Linked DNA regions of Mus musculus: all the other regions are linked to region 1. A link is a contact called in public HiCAR-type and promoter capture Hi-C data. All regions are on one chromosome and are shown on one strand. Each heading gives the region's core, a stretch centred on a gene start, on an enhancer-like site or on the middle of the called end of the contact. The rest is flanking DNA. Distances are from core to core; before and after follow the strand shown.

The links. Promoter capture Hi-C pulls out the DNA fragments that hold promoters and counts their contacts. HiCAR-type assays count read pairs that join an accessible place to other places.
Region 2: a promoter capture Hi-C map of pre-B cells shows a contact between it and region 1, with 2.8 times the contacts expected there. The contact joins the promoter of Cnpy4 here to the promoter of Gna12 in region 1. A contact is called at or near these places in 2 of 39 promoter capture datasets (the 3T3-L1 cell line and pre-B cells).
Region 3: a promoter capture Hi-C map of pre-B cells shows a contact between it and region 1, with 3 times the contacts expected there. The contact joins the promoter of Lamtor4 here to the promoter of Gna12 in region 1.
Region 4: a contact with region 1 is called in a promoter capture Hi-C map of pre-B cells, with 4 times the contacts expected there. The contact joins the promoter of A430033K04Rik here to the promoter of Gna12 in region 1. A contact is called at or near these places in 3 of 39 promoter capture datasets (the 3T3-L1 cell line, erythroid cells and pre-B cells).
Region 5: a HiCAR-type map of astrocytes shows a contact between it and region 1, with 2.2 times the contacts expected there. The contact joins the promoter of Actb here to the promoter of Gna12 in region 1. A contact is called at or near these places in 3 of 39 promoter capture datasets (hippocampal neurons, liver and pre-B cells), 3 of 115 datasets of contacts at active chromatin or transcription factors (astrocytes, embryonic forebrain and forebrain) and 1 of 9 other capture datasets (liver).

The regions. Positions count from the first base shown.
Region 1 is chr5:140,829,106-140,831,871 of GRCm38.p6, forward strand. Gna12 (guanine nucleotide binding protein, alpha 12) reads right to left here and starts at 1,326. Exons shown (of 4, transcript NM_010302.2): 1 at 889-1,326. The coding sequence starts at 1,191.
Region 2 is chr5:138,186,144-138,188,909 of GRCm38.p6, forward strand. Cnpy4 (canopy FGF signaling regulator 4) reads left to right here and starts at 1,392. Exons shown (of 6, transcript NM_178612.4): 1 at 1,392-1,577. The coding sequence starts at 1,442. It overlaps Taf6 (TATA-box binding protein associated factor 6), which reads right to left and starts at 1,083. Exons shown (of 15, transcript NM_009315.4): 1 at 1,027-1,083.
Region 3 is chr5:138,254,119-138,256,884 of GRCm38.p6, forward strand. Lamtor4 (late endosomal/lysosomal adaptor, MAPK and MTOR activator 4) reads left to right here and starts at 1,364. Exons shown (of 4, transcript NM_001081108.2): 1 at 1,364-1,685; 2 at 2,135-2,215. The coding sequence starts at 1,683.
Region 4 is chr5:138,621,498-138,624,263 of GRCm38.p6, forward strand. A430033K04Rik (RIKEN cDNA A430033K04 gene) reads left to right here and starts at 1,362. Exons shown (of 4, transcript NM_183025.2): 1 at 1,362-1,491. The coding sequence starts at 1,453.
Region 5 is chr5:142,905,365-142,908,130 of GRCm38.p6, forward strand. It overlaps Actb (actin, beta), which reads right to left and starts at 1,390. Exons shown (of 6, transcript NM_007393.5): 1 at 1,288-1,390; 2 at 200-328; 3 at 1-112. The coding sequence starts at 322.

The DNA.
Region 1 (2,766 bases), core at 76-2,575:
GGAGGTGGTTAGGGACGAACACGATTGGCACAGAACTGACCCTTGTTTCAATGCTGGGTAGTGGGTGTCTCGAAGCTCCTTCTAACATCTCACCTAACTTGGTGTGTATGTTAAATCACCATACTAAAAGGTTTAAAGAACAAAGTATGGGTGGCACATGCCTGTAATCCTACCACTGGGGAGACGGGTCAGAAGGATAAGGAGTTTAAGGTCAGCCTTGTCTACATGGCAAGGCCAGCCTGGGCTTCATGACTCCCTATCTCAAAAATACAAACACTGGCAACTTAGTCTAGTTAGTAATGTCCTCCCTAGCACGCATGAAGTTCTGGATTCAATCCCAGCACTACACGAACAAAGTATGGTGACACAGCGCCCTCCTCCTCTGTAATTCCAGGATTTGAGAAGTTGAGGAGAGAAAGGATCAGGAGTTCAAGGTCATTCTTAGCTACAGAGTGAGTTCAAGGCCAGTCTGGGGTATATGATATAATGTGTGTGTGTGTGTGTGGTGGGGGGAATAAAATGGTCAATTCTCATTTACAAATAAAAAACGAAGGCTGATGTCCTCCAACCTACACTATAAACTTTGCATGCTGGAGGGACAGGGAGAGTTGGCGACCCTCAATCCACGTGTCCAGCCCTAACACCCTATTTGTAACCCAAGTCCCTGAGAGTGGTCCAGCTTGCATTCCCACGGTCCCCAAGCGTCCAGGGCTCTGCAAATCTATCGCGCCCCTGGGAGGTCACGGGAGTAACCCCAACTGCATTGCTTGAGGTCCCTATTGGAAGGGAGGGGCGCCGGGTGGCAGGGTCGCGGGTCCGTGGAGAACAAAGGGGGCGGGGCCCGCGCGCCACCTGGACCAGGTGTGTGTGGGCGGGGCCGCGCGTCACCTTAAGGATGTTGTCGAAGATGGTGTCGCGGAACTCCAGCAGCGCCTTCTGGTCGAACTCCCGGCCGTGGATGATGCGCATCTGCTTGAGGAAGGTGGACTTGCCGCTCTCGCCGGCGCCCAGCAGCAGGATCTTGACCAGCCGCCGCACCGCGCGCCGCTCGCGGGCCAGCAGCGCGTCGATGTCGCGGCTGCGCCGTCGGGCCTCGCGCTCCGCGTCGCGCGCCGCGCCCGCCCTGCGCTCGCGGGCTCCGGCCTCGGCCGGCAGCAAGCAGCGGCTAAGGGTCCGCACCACCCCGGACATGGCCGCCCTCAGGCCGCGGCCGCGCCCCGCTGGGGCCCGCGCGCCATGGACGCCCCTCAGCCGGCGCGGCCCTGCCGGGCCAGGCGCCGCCCCGCCCGCCGCTCCCTCAGGCTGCGTCCGCCGCCGCCGCCCCGAGGCCCTCACTCGCCGGGCCGGCTGAGGGGCGGAGGGGAAGGCGCGGAGGGCGGGGCGGCGCCGCGCAGAAACTCTTTTATTGGTTGGGAAGTCTTCTATCTTGGGCAGCGCGCTTTTTTACTGGACAAGCGTGCCTTGGAGGAGGCGGGCACTCCTGTGGTCCTTGGGGCGGAGCCGGTGCCGAAAAAGGCGGGATCTTTTCGATGAGGGAGCTTCTTATTGGACTGCTGAGCAAACTTCTTTCTTTCAGAATGAAAGGGAGGTGGGGCCATTGAGGAGGAGGAGCTGAAGCCCTTCGCAACCAATTAGAAGTGCTCTGATCGTTTGTCAGTCACAATAACTACGCTTGGGATTGGAAGTTGTGGGAAATGGGGCGAGGCCAAAAGTGCCAGGTGTACAGAGTGACTCTCTGCCTTGATTCCCAGGTTGGTCCGGCTGTGAGCCCAAGATGTGGCTGCAAAGTTGGGAAATAGCGATGAGGTCCTCCTGCTCTTAAGTTTAGGGAGAAAGCTCAGTCGTTTTCCTTCCAAAAACATTGAAGCAGGGTGGGTCATCATTTTCAAACAAAAGCTGCTTTGAGTGTTACATGGGCCCCAAATAAGGAGAAAACAAACAAACAAAATTATTGTATGGGTCTCCCTAGGCACTTTCTTAAAATATGATTAAGGGGAGATGGTTCAGTGGGAAAGAACTGTGAAAGTGTGAGGACATGAGTTCAAATTTCCAGTTGTGCCTGTAACCCCACCTCTCAAAACCCAAGATAAGACCAATTCCAGTAACTTGCTGTGCAGCTATCCTAGCCCCAATGATAAGCTTAAGGTTCAGTGAGAGAAGCTGTTTGAAACGTTACAGAGGGGAGGCAGTTGAGCGACTTCTTGGCCTTTGTATGTATGTGCACTGGCGCGCGCACACACACACACACACACACACACACTTGCACACACATGCACGAGCGCGCACACACACATCTGTGTTTGTCATAATCACTCAGGCAGTTTGATGTGGAATAGTGGTCTGAAGTGTGGTGTCTGAAGGGTGTTGGTGCTGCATGGAGAATCATTACAGAAGCAAGAGAATTGAGATGAGTTTGAAGCCAGCCAGGGCTACATAGTAACTCTCTCACCATCTTGGCTAGAGATGATGTTGCAAGAGGAGGTCAAGCTTGTGTGATATAATCCCAGTATTGAGAGAGCCCGAGACAGGAAAATATGGAATTTGAGGCCAGCCTGGACTAAAGCTTGACTCTGTCTCAAAATGTTTTTTTTCAATATGTGTACCTGTTCCATATCCCACTTTCTATTACAAACAGAAGACAACCTTTGGTGTTGGCCCTTGCCTTCCACCTTGTGTGAGGCAGGGTTTCTTATTGTTTGCCATTGCATATGCTGGGGTAGCTGGCTCAGAAACTGAAGATAGCCCATCTCTACTTCCCATCTTGCT
Region 2 (2,766 bases), core at 142-2,641, 2.6 Mb before region 1:
TAAACAACCCTTCTACAATTGGGTCTCAGGCTCGTCTGGAATTCATCCCGTGGTCTTGATTTGGAGAGCCTCCTGCCTTTTACAGCTGTTTACCACCAAGCCTGGCTATTATTTCTTCTTGTTTATTATCCTTACCCCACCAGTAAACAAGAATATGTCTGTTATGTTCACTGACCTATCTGGTGCCTAGGGCATTGTTAAATATATGAATAAGTCTTTTTTTTTCTTTTTTTCTTTCCTTTTTTTGGTTTTTCGAGACAGGGTTTCTCTGTATAGCTCTGGCTGTCCTGGAACTAACTTTGTAGACCAGGCTGGTCTAGAACTCAGAAATCCGCCCGCCTCTGCCTCCCAAGTGCTGGGATTAAAGGCGTGAGCCACCACTGCCCAGCATGAATAAGGTGTAAGTGTTCACTAAATACTTGGTATAACAATTACCAAAATGAAAAAGACACAGACTCAAGCTTGGAGTTTACTCTGTGGTTAAAAGGAAAGGAGCTTGCCTGACACTGGACATGAAACCAACCTCAAGAGTGTTCAGAACTGAGTGCTAGGGACTGGTTCTTTTCATTCCAAGTCTTCTCAGACTTTTGTTAAATCTTGTCTACAGGAAATACAATTATTCAGCACATACTCTGTACCTGGTCGGGTCCCAGTCCTCTGTGGTGGTACCCTTGCCACTAAGGTTTCATAAAACACTCTAGCAGCCTCGGGAGTTTCTCAGATCAGTGGAAGCGACAGGAAGACTTCTTAGAGAAGGGATAACTTGAGCTATATCTTTACATCATTTTTCTCAGCTAGGGAAGTGATTCGAAGATTACCCGGGCAGCGCTACAGGAGGTTCACAAGCCACTACATCGCCCCACCATCCTTCCAGTGCAGTCACGCACAGGGTCCCCACGAGCACGGACACACAACCAACCGTCTTCTTCCCAGTCCTCACATGGGCCCTTTCAAAGGGTCTCCTCACGGATACACCTCAGACTTTCCCCCGCCAGCCAAGCACCGGGAGCAGTAAAAGCCTCTCACCGCTGCCAAAGCGCCGCTCACCCGGCGCTCGGCGCCATCTTGGCCCCGCCCCCTGACAGGAGTAGGTCCTGGCAGAAGCCAAAAAGTTATCACTGTTCTTCCCTATGTCAAAATAGACCATATCGTTTCACAGTCTGAAATTATATAAAAATTTCATTCTACGTGCATGTGTAAAGATCATATTACTCTATTCTAATTACTTCAATTTGTATCTTCATTACCCAGCTGTCAGGACCTTCAGAAGGCGCCACAAAACTGAGCCATCACGCTCCACCCACTTTCGGGCTGGCTCTGAGCATGCGCTGACCGTTCTATGATTTTTTTTTTTTTTTTTTTAAAGCTTGCTGCGGGCTTCGCCTAAATTTAAAGGGCCCGCTGCCTTCCAGAAGTTGGTCTGAAGGCAAAGGGTGGTTGTATGTGTGGACTGCGTTTTATCATGGGACCTGTGCGGCTGGAGATACTGCTTTTCATCCTGGCAGCGTACGGTGCTTGGGCTGAGGCGACAAAAGAGGAGGAAGATGACACAGAACGTTTGCCCAGCAAATGCGAAGGTACAGAAACGGAGTAGTTGCTATTTACATCTCCCTATCTACCTCCTGCCTCTCTAACTCTAGGCTGAATCAAATGGGCTAGGATAGATGGATCACTAGACTGTCTTGAAAGAGGTTCTGTTGGAGCTTGGTAACACTTGAATGGGAACAAGGGAGGGAAAGCAGGGTTAAGGTGGCACTACATTTCCCAGGTGGCATCCAGAAGGATCTAGGTTTTTCTTGCGGGCTTGGGCCCCAATGTATTGTGGGAATTGTAGTTCAAGAACCTGTAACGCTGGCTCTATGGAGCATCTTCCTCAGTCGTTTCTCTCCTTGTTAAAAATCTGGACAATCTGCATGGGTGGGGTGTAATACTCATTCCTTATAGGCATACTGAGTCCCGCCCTGGCAGAGACGCTCTTAAATTACAGGCCTGATGGCCCCCTTTAGGGGTTTTAAAGGTGAGTAAGTCCCCAGCTGAAGTTCATAAAGAGAAGATGAAGACACCACACCACTTAGAAGTTGCCCATCGGTGTGAGGCTTTGCAGATGGGGTGCACTGTAGGGATTTTACAACAAGCAGCATGGCCTCTGGCTACATTAGTAAATGCCCTCCCCCCAACCACCCCTCCCATCCCCAACAGGGAGGAAGCCAGGTCACTGAATAAATATCCTGTGGCTCCCTAACTCTAACTTTTTCTTTGGATTCATTATTGCTTCACTTTACACCCAACAACATGTTTTTATCATTGACACCCATGACTTGATTCTAATCTCTCACTTATTTTTGCATCTGTGTCCCCACTCTTCTGAGTCGGGGTGGGGGTGGAGACAGGGTTTCTCTTTATAGCTCTGGCTGTCCTGGAACTTGCCTGTAGACCAGACTGGTCTCTAACTCCGAAATCCACTTGCCTCTGCTGGGATTAAAGGCAGAAGTTAACTATATGAACCCCCTGTCTCTAGTTCTGACCTCAGAATGCTGGGATAGCGTGTGCCACATCACCTAACATTGCAGAGGTTCTTAGGATCTGAACTCAGGTCCTCAAGCTTAAAAGTGCTTTACTTACAGAACTGTTTTCCCAGACCCTAAGCCAACTTTGGAGTGAGGGGAGAGCTGTAAAAACACTTTTTTTTTTTTTTGAGACAGGTTTTCTCTGTGTAGCCCTGGCTGTCCTGGAACTCTGGAACTCACTCTGTAGACCAGGCTGGCC
Region 3 (2,766 bases), core at 114-2,613, 2.6 Mb before region 1:
CTCCAGCTAGCAACCTCAGCCTCTCCAGGTTGGTTTTGGATGGATGTCTGTAAGCTCCCAATTTCATGATTTCTGTTCTTTTACTTAGAAGCCTTCCCTGAAGAAACTCTCTGCTCTGCCCAGAACTCTGTCTGTTCGTAGTTGTCTTAAAGGGACTTCCTCAGGTAGTTTTGGCTGGATACTTGGATACTTGAGTACCTGATTTGATGGAAATTGATGTGCTTCTCTCTCTCTCTCTCTCTCTCTCTCTCTCACTCACTTTATAAAGTCACTCGTTCAAAATAAAAATTGTGGCTACTGTAGACCATTCTCTGGATTGTACAAAGCAGCTGTTGATATTTGTATACCCACTTCAGAGCAATGGTGCCAAGCACCTTTGCCCGCTGAGCCACTTTGCCAGCCCTACTTCAATTTTTTGGTCATGATGATTGAATCTGGGGCCTATGCATGCTAGGCAAGTTTTGAAACGATAGCTACAGCCTTGCCTCATTTTCTCTAATTAGCTGCTGCTTCTACAAGATGATTTGGGGTGGACGACTTTCTTTGTTTAGTGCTGTGGGTACAGACCCACACCCAGTATGCATAAGGCCCTGACTTTGCTTCTTGGCACTGAAAATAAATGGGGTGGGGGATATAATTCACTAATTTAGTGTACAACTTAGTAACTTCGGCACATTCACAAAGATATGCAGACTTCAATATGAATTCCAAAAAGCTTAAATCACATGCCCTGCCATACCCTCATTAATAAGCACTTCCTATTTTTTCTTGCCCCACTACCAACTAGTAATTGCTTTCAGTTTTTCTGTATTTGCAAGAAGTGTATGTGTTTTAATCAGGATCTTGGTAGGTAGCTCAGGCCTCAGTCTGGCACTGAACTCCCTATTCAGCCCAATCCTCGGCCTCTCAGGCTTTAAACTAGGATTACAAGCATTCGGCAATAGTCACAGCTAAGCGTCTTACATAGATGGGACCACATAATATATAGCCTTATGAACCTGCCCTTTCACAACCCGTCCTTTTGGTTGGGTCTGAGCCTCTGAAGGCTGAGTGGTCTCTGAAGCCATCTCCCTGGCCTGCTTTCTCTTGTTTTGGAGATTCTCAAGCTGCATTTGGTGTCAGGACATTATCATCTTGTATTGATCTTACACTACTGTGTGTACACAGCAAATTTGATTTACTCATTCATAGCCATATTTGGGCCGATCCACTCTTAACACATATACTCAAGGCAGAAAGTTAACACGTGAACAGCTTTTCACGTGTAAACCAAACCATCGTCTTTCACATTGGTACATTAGTTTCTCTTTTCAGGTTGAACAGTGACACCTAAGACTCCTCTTACATCACCGGACTGTTCTACTTTCTTCTTGGAAGCCACCGGCAGATGCATATTCCTATTGCAAAGGATAGAAGCAGTGCACGTTCGTGTGGCGACACTGCCCCGCGACTCTCCGGACAACTCTCGCAGGCAAATCCTGAGGGGCGGGGAAATGCAACCAATCCACGAATGTGTTCGGAAAGCGGGGCTCCGCAGTGGTTGATAAAGTATAATGACATACCCGCCATCCAATCCTCAAGCGAAGGGCTGGGCTACAGTCAGCTGGTGAAACCACCTGACCCGAGCCTGGAGCCGGAAACTACCTATCCGGCAGACTGCTTACACTGCACCTACGGCTGCGATGGTGAGTGTGGACGCATGCGCGGGTGTGCACGCCTGCGGTTCCGCGTCCCTGTTTTCCGAGCTTCTGTTGCCACCTTATGGCTTGCATTTCACTGTCACCTCCAGTCCACCCTGGGACCGAAAGGGAACAGAGATGGGAGGGAAGCGACAGGGAGGGCTGGAGAAGGAAGGCTCCGCTACCGGGTGTTCTGCAGCGGGGGAGTAGTCTAGATGGCACAAGGGGCGGGGCATAAGGGGACTGGAGTGGGAAGGGACATGAGGAGGGGTTGAGGGGCTAGGAAGGCCTCCTGGGTCACCTACATGACAAGTGGAAGAGCTCAGAGGTCCAATAGTGACCGTGGATGGAGACTCAGTGTTACAAGCCATTATGAGGGCCTTGGAAGGCTCATATCCAGGAGGGAGATGGGTTTGCAAGGCTGTCATGATTCTCCTTGTCTCTTTACCCTCTAGACTTCCGCACTGACCCAAGGGCTGGAGCGAATCCCAGACCAGCTTGGCTACCTGGTGCTGAGCGAAGGTGCAGTGCTGGCGGTGCGTTGTGGGAAAGCAAAGCGTGGGGTGGAGGGTGTGTGTGTGTGTGTGTGTGGGGGGGTCCTTTGGGGACACACAGCCCAGAAATCCCTTCAAATATTTCCAAGTTGTCTCTTTTTGTCTTCTCTGTGGTTCCTTGCTTGCCATATAGTAAGCTTTATGTAGTATTTGGATATGTGGTATAAAAGCTAATTACCAAAAGGTTGGGGAGGTAGCTTAGTACGGAGAATGAGTTGCCTAGCATGCACAGAGCCTTCTCTTCAATCCCAATACTGCATAAAACCAAACAGAGTGTAGTCCCAGCACTTGGAAGGTGGAAACAGTGGGTTAGATGTTCAGGCTTATCTTTGGCTACATATCAAATTCAATCACAACCTGGACTACATGTAACTCAGCCTCAAAAAACAACAAACAAACCATTACCCAAGTTATACAATTAGTTAGTTAGTTGTAGTTTGTTTTTATTTGTTAAATTCTTGTAGGGACGCACGTATGGGTGCCACAGGGGGTGAAAGTTCGAGGACACTTTGGAGTGAATTCTCCTGCCATGT
Region 4 (2,766 bases), core at 112-2,611, 2.2 Mb before region 1:
CCCGAAGGCCAGAAGAGAGCATACGATCCCTTGGAACTGAAGTTACAGATGGTTTTGAGTCACCTGATATGAGTGCTGGATTTGAACTCTGGTCCTCAGGACAGAACTTTAAACGTTCTTAAGCCATTTCTCCAGCCTGTTAGCTCTCTTAGTCAGGTTCCTCCAGCTGTCCTTACTGAGTATTGTAAACTCTGCTGGTTCTGTCAATCAACGACATGCAATTTATCCTTTTACTTTTTTTCCTTGCTATATACTCAGTAAACACATTTATTCAAAACCCCAGATCATTCCCTGGACTACAGAGAAAAGCAGGTTACGAGGACTTGATACTGCTTACAAGTCACTTGACTAACAAAAGGTGCCGAATAGACACTGATCTCCATCTCCTCTTATTAGATGTTGCTGAGCTTACAAAAATATGTATAGAGCAGTCCCTTCTACTTCCTGAGACCAGGAAAGTCATAGCTCTCAAAAGGATTTTGTAGCTGTTCTGAGTGGAGGCAAGCTAGAATCTAAATACGTTTGAAGATCTTGTCCCAATAGCACATAAAAGTCATCAAGTTTTCACTGGTCAGATTATAAAGATATTTTAGGTGCAATGGGTCATTGCAATCAACATCACGTGTATTCATTTATTTCAAGTCAGGGTTTAGATATGCGTCCCAAGGTGCCATAAAACTCATCCTGTAGCCAAGCTGAACTTGAGATTGCGATTTCCCTGACTCTGTCTTTCAAGTGCTAAGGAGTACATACAGGCACGCGCCACCAAGGTTGACTTTGCCTGCAATTTTTAATCTGAATATAAGAAAACTTTTACAAGTCTCTTTCCATTTTGAAGGCAAAGCTAATGAGAGCAGATTTCAGAAATTTTGAGATGATTTTGAAAACGGACATCTTCCCATTTGTTTATTCGACTAAACACATGTACACATACTTAACTCATAATCACATATGACTTTATGTATAGAATTAAAAGCAAATGTGAGCTGTGGTCCAGAGAGGACTTTAGCAGGCTAAAAGCAACGCGTATGGACCTGAAGGCATAAGGTTTTAACAGAGGCTGAAGTCTTTGTGCATATACGCGACAGGACTCGTGGCTACCCCATAGCTGGAGAAGACCGAGGGTCAGGCCTCCTATAGAAGTCCAAACTTGGAGACGTGACAGGAGCCAGAGTCCCCAACAGCTGCAGCTAAGAACCTGTTAACCTGAGCTCCTTCAGCTGTGAGCTGGAGCCAACTACTGTCTTTCAGAGGACAGAGAACCTGAAGCTCTGTCCAATCAGAGGCCCTAGCCTCAAGACGTGCCCAATCAGACACACAAACGGAGGGTAGGGGCGGGCTTTGGCTGTCAACCAGCCTTTGTCTGGGACCCTCCATATTGGAATCACTGTATGCTGCTAGGGAAGCTGTTGCTCAGCTTCGGTGGCGCGGTGACGCTGTAAGTGCTGGGCGATGGTGAGAAGACGCCAGCGGCTCCCAGAAGTGGACATGGTGAGTGTACGTGTGGCGCCCGGAGGTGACAGTGCGGGAAGCGCTGTGGCAGAGCAGGGTCTGCGGTGAGGCCTCCTGGGCAGCTGATCTGGATCCCCTGGGCTGCGGGGTTGCTGGAGCCTGGGCGTCCTGTCCTTCTACCTGAGGGTTCTGGCGCCTTTTCTGAGCAGCTCTGCTCTGGCTGCCTGTTTGCTCCGGATCATGCGTGGCGAGGACTTGGTGGATCATCAGGGGAGAGTCTCTGAATGTGACGGTCATTCACTAAAGGAACTATGTTTTCTAGAATCCCCAGTCCCTTCGTTCTCTCCGTGGCCCACCTAGCCCGAACTTCACAAATGAATGGGAAACAGGGTCGCAAACCCAGAACCTAAGCCAGCTCCACTGCAGTCTACTACCTGTTCTTCCACATCCTCGCCCACACTCCCAACACGAAAATTTCCCCTTTCACCCATTTTGTATGGTCCTGGGCTTACTACAGGTACTCTGCAGAGCAGCTGCACTTTTGAAAGCCTCCCATTTATTCCAAATGATATATTTTCCTTATGGTAATCTCAAACCAATATTTTTTTCAAAAAAAAAAAGTTTTGTTTTCCTCCAGGTACGAGAAAAATTGATTTTTAAGTGTGTTTGTGTGTGTCTGTGTGTGTCTGTGTGTGTCTGAGTGCACCAAATGAGGGCAGTGCCAGAAAATGGCGTGTGATTGATTCCCCTGAAGTGAAGTTACAGCAGGCTGTGAGTTTCCCCATGTGGATGCTGGGAACCAAGCCCCGGGTCCCCTGGAAGAGCAGCAATTGCTCTTAACTGCTGAGCTGTCTCTCTAGTCCTGAGGATGTTTGTGTGTGAAGAGAGTAAAGTAGAGAAGAAACCCCTGAGTCCTTGTTTTAAAAAGACTGTGTCTTCTGTCCTACCCCCCCCCCCCCACTCTAGGCTAGGACAATTTATGAGAATACCTTTGTCTACTTCCCCCATAGGAACTGTGAGATGTCCTCATCCCCACCTCCATGTCTTTTCCAGGTAGTAGGTTTCTGAAGTGCCTGAACCGAAATGCTTATAATCGTCCCGTCTCGGGTCTCTTGGAGTATTTAGCAATACTGAGTAGACCTGAAATGTGGGGTGAACTGTGGAAGAGTGTGATGGAAGTGCCAAGGCCCTATAAGGCTGCCAAGAGGTCCAGTGCTGCTCGTTGTGTGTGTGTGTGTTTTCTACTACATAGTAATTAATTTCTAATTAACTAGTAATTCTATTTTTATCTGTTATACTGATATGTCTGTGTTG
Region 5 (2,766 bases), core at 140-2,639, 2.1 Mb after region 1:
AGTTGGTAACAATGCCATGTTCAATGGGGTACTTCAGGGTCAGGATACCTCTCTTGCTCTGGGCCTCGTCACCCACATAGGAGTCCTTCTGACCCATTCCCACCATCACACCCTGTGGAAGGGAACAGCCTTCTTAGCACCGGCATCGATCCCCAAGAAAACCCCAGGCTTGCCACTCCCAAAGTAACAGGTCACTTACCTGGTGCCTAGGGCGGCCCACGATGGAGGGGAATACAGCCCGGGGAGCATCGTCGCCCGCGAAGCCGGCTTTGCACATGCCGGAGCCGTTGTCGACGACCAGCGCAGCGATATCGTCATCCATGGCGAACTATCAAGACACAAAAGAAGGCTATAGTCACCTCGGGGCCGCCAAGAGCAGCCGCTGCCGCCCTGCCCACTTCCGGCAAGCCGCGGGCTCGAGCCGCCAGGGGGCGCGCGCCCAAGCTCAGGGGACAAAGGAAGCGCAGACCGGCCGCATTATTACCATAAAAGGCAAACGCTGGCCCGGAGGCGGACCTAGGGCAGGAAGCCAGACCTCCGCCCCCTCCCCAAACGGGCGCAAGCTCCGCCTACACTGCGCCGACGGGCGGCTTGTGCGCGCGCGGGAGGCGACCACACCCAGCAGGAAGCGCAAACAAGGCGCCCGTGCCACTGTGACCCCGCCCCTTCCGGACAACGGCCCCGCCCTCGCCCAACCCCGGGCAGCCGCGCTCCCAGCCTCAATACGCACGCGCAGCTAACTAGGAAGAGGGGGAGAGGAAGAGCTCCCTCCCTAGCGCACACGCGCCTCGATGCCCAGTGATAGAGAGCGCACGCGCAGTGGCATCCCAGCCCCCACCCGGCCGAGCCGGCCCTGCCGCGCCCGCCCGCCCGCCCGCCCGCCCGGCAAGCCGAATAGGCAAACCGGTTTGGACAAAGACCCAGAGGCCATTGAGGCGTGATCGTAGCGTCTGGTTCCCAATACTGTGTACTCTCAAGATGGACCTAATACGGCTTTTAACACCCGCAAGCCGCACCGGCTCATCAAATGCCCACACCGCGACCCTAGTGTGTCCCCAAGCCCCACGCACCGAGCGGGAGCGGGCCCACGAGTGTCTACACCGCGGGAATGTGGCTGCAAAGAGTCTACACGCTAGGCGTAAAGTTGGCTGTGCCAGTGTCCGCTCCGCGGCCCGGCACCACCCTCCACCCGCCCATGGTGTCCGTTCTGAGTGATCCTCAGGACCCTGCAGTGAGGTACTAGCCACGAGAGAGCGAAGGCCCGCTGGGCCCGGCGTCCCTGCTTACCTGGTGGCGGGTGTGGACCGGCAACGAAGGAGCTGCAAAGAAGCTGTGCTCGCGGGTGGACGCGACTCGACAGTGGCTGCGCGTTGCGCCGCCGGGTTTTATAGGACGCCACAGCGGCCACTCGAGCCATAAAAGGCAACTTTCGGAACGGCGGGCGCTGATTGGCTCCGCGTCGCTCACTCACCGGCCTCGCCGCACAGTGCAGCATTTTTTTACCCCCTCTCCCCTCCTTTTGAAAAAAAAAAAAAAAAAGAAGAAGAAAAAAAAAAAAAGCGAGAGAGAAAGCGAGATTGAGGAAGAGGATGAAGAGTTTTGGCGATGGGTGCTGGCTCCGTAGGCCCAGATGTACAGGAATAGCCTCCGCCCTTGTGGACACTGCCCCATTCAATGTCTCGGTTACTAGGCCTGCATTCTGGGGGTCACCCAACCACCCCAGGACCCTCTGGGTGTGGATGTCACGTGGATATCGAGCACTTAAGTGGATGAGGGTCAGCATCGAGGCCCGGACCCTATTTGTGTGGCCTCTTGTTTGAGGGACACGCGGGGCCTGGATTGAATGGACAGAGAGTCACTCCCCCTTGCTAGCAATTGCTAGCAATAGCCGGAAAGCCAGATCCGGGGGGGCCCCTTCTGCTGTGGTTCTAATTTGCTAGGTGTGTTGGGGTTCAACTTGGAAGCAGAACTCTGGTTGGAGAGGTTTTCATGGATCTTGACCTCTTAGAGACTCAAGGCCATCCTATCCCAAGCATAGGGCGAGCCCCAGTGGTCCAATAACTGGAGGTGTTGCAAGAAGATGCCTCCAGATATCCCCTGCCCCGGATCTAGAAAGGAACTGTGCTCAATAGAACAAACAAAACTTCTCATGGAGTCAGGCACTTTTGGAGAACTGCCTGATCACACCCAGGCAAGACTAAGCCTGGGCCGTTAGCTAGTGTCTCTGGGTGACTGCCAGACATCGCTGGGCTGGGGCCCACCATCTATCCTCTATTTATTATGTGCAGCCACAGCTGAGTTGTGCACTAGTCCATCTGCCAGCCGTGGGGATTCTGGGAGTGACAAGCTGCTCAGGGAAAAGTTGGTGGTCACCGGAGCCCCAAATCCTCCAGAGAGAAGCAGCCCCTGTCCCCCTCACCTAAGTACCAGTGTTCTACTTAGCAAGCCAGCTATTTGGCTGAGAGCTACACACGGGGTCAGGGTTGAGGGCCGGATCCCTCAGCTTAGCTTAGAAGGACACGCACCTTCTGGGAGAGTGTGACAGAAAGCTGGATTTAGGCAAGAAGGGTGCTTCAGGTGAGATGCTCTGGGCCTGCCGTGCCTCAGTGCATGCATAGGTAGGTGTTCACTGGCTCACAAAGTGTAGGTGTTGAAACCAAAGAAGGCTTCATCCATATATGGACTACAGTGGCCAGCTTCCTTGTTCTTGGCTGGTGGCAGGGCATTTTGAAGTTGCTGAGGCCTTGTCTGGAAGAGGTGACCATC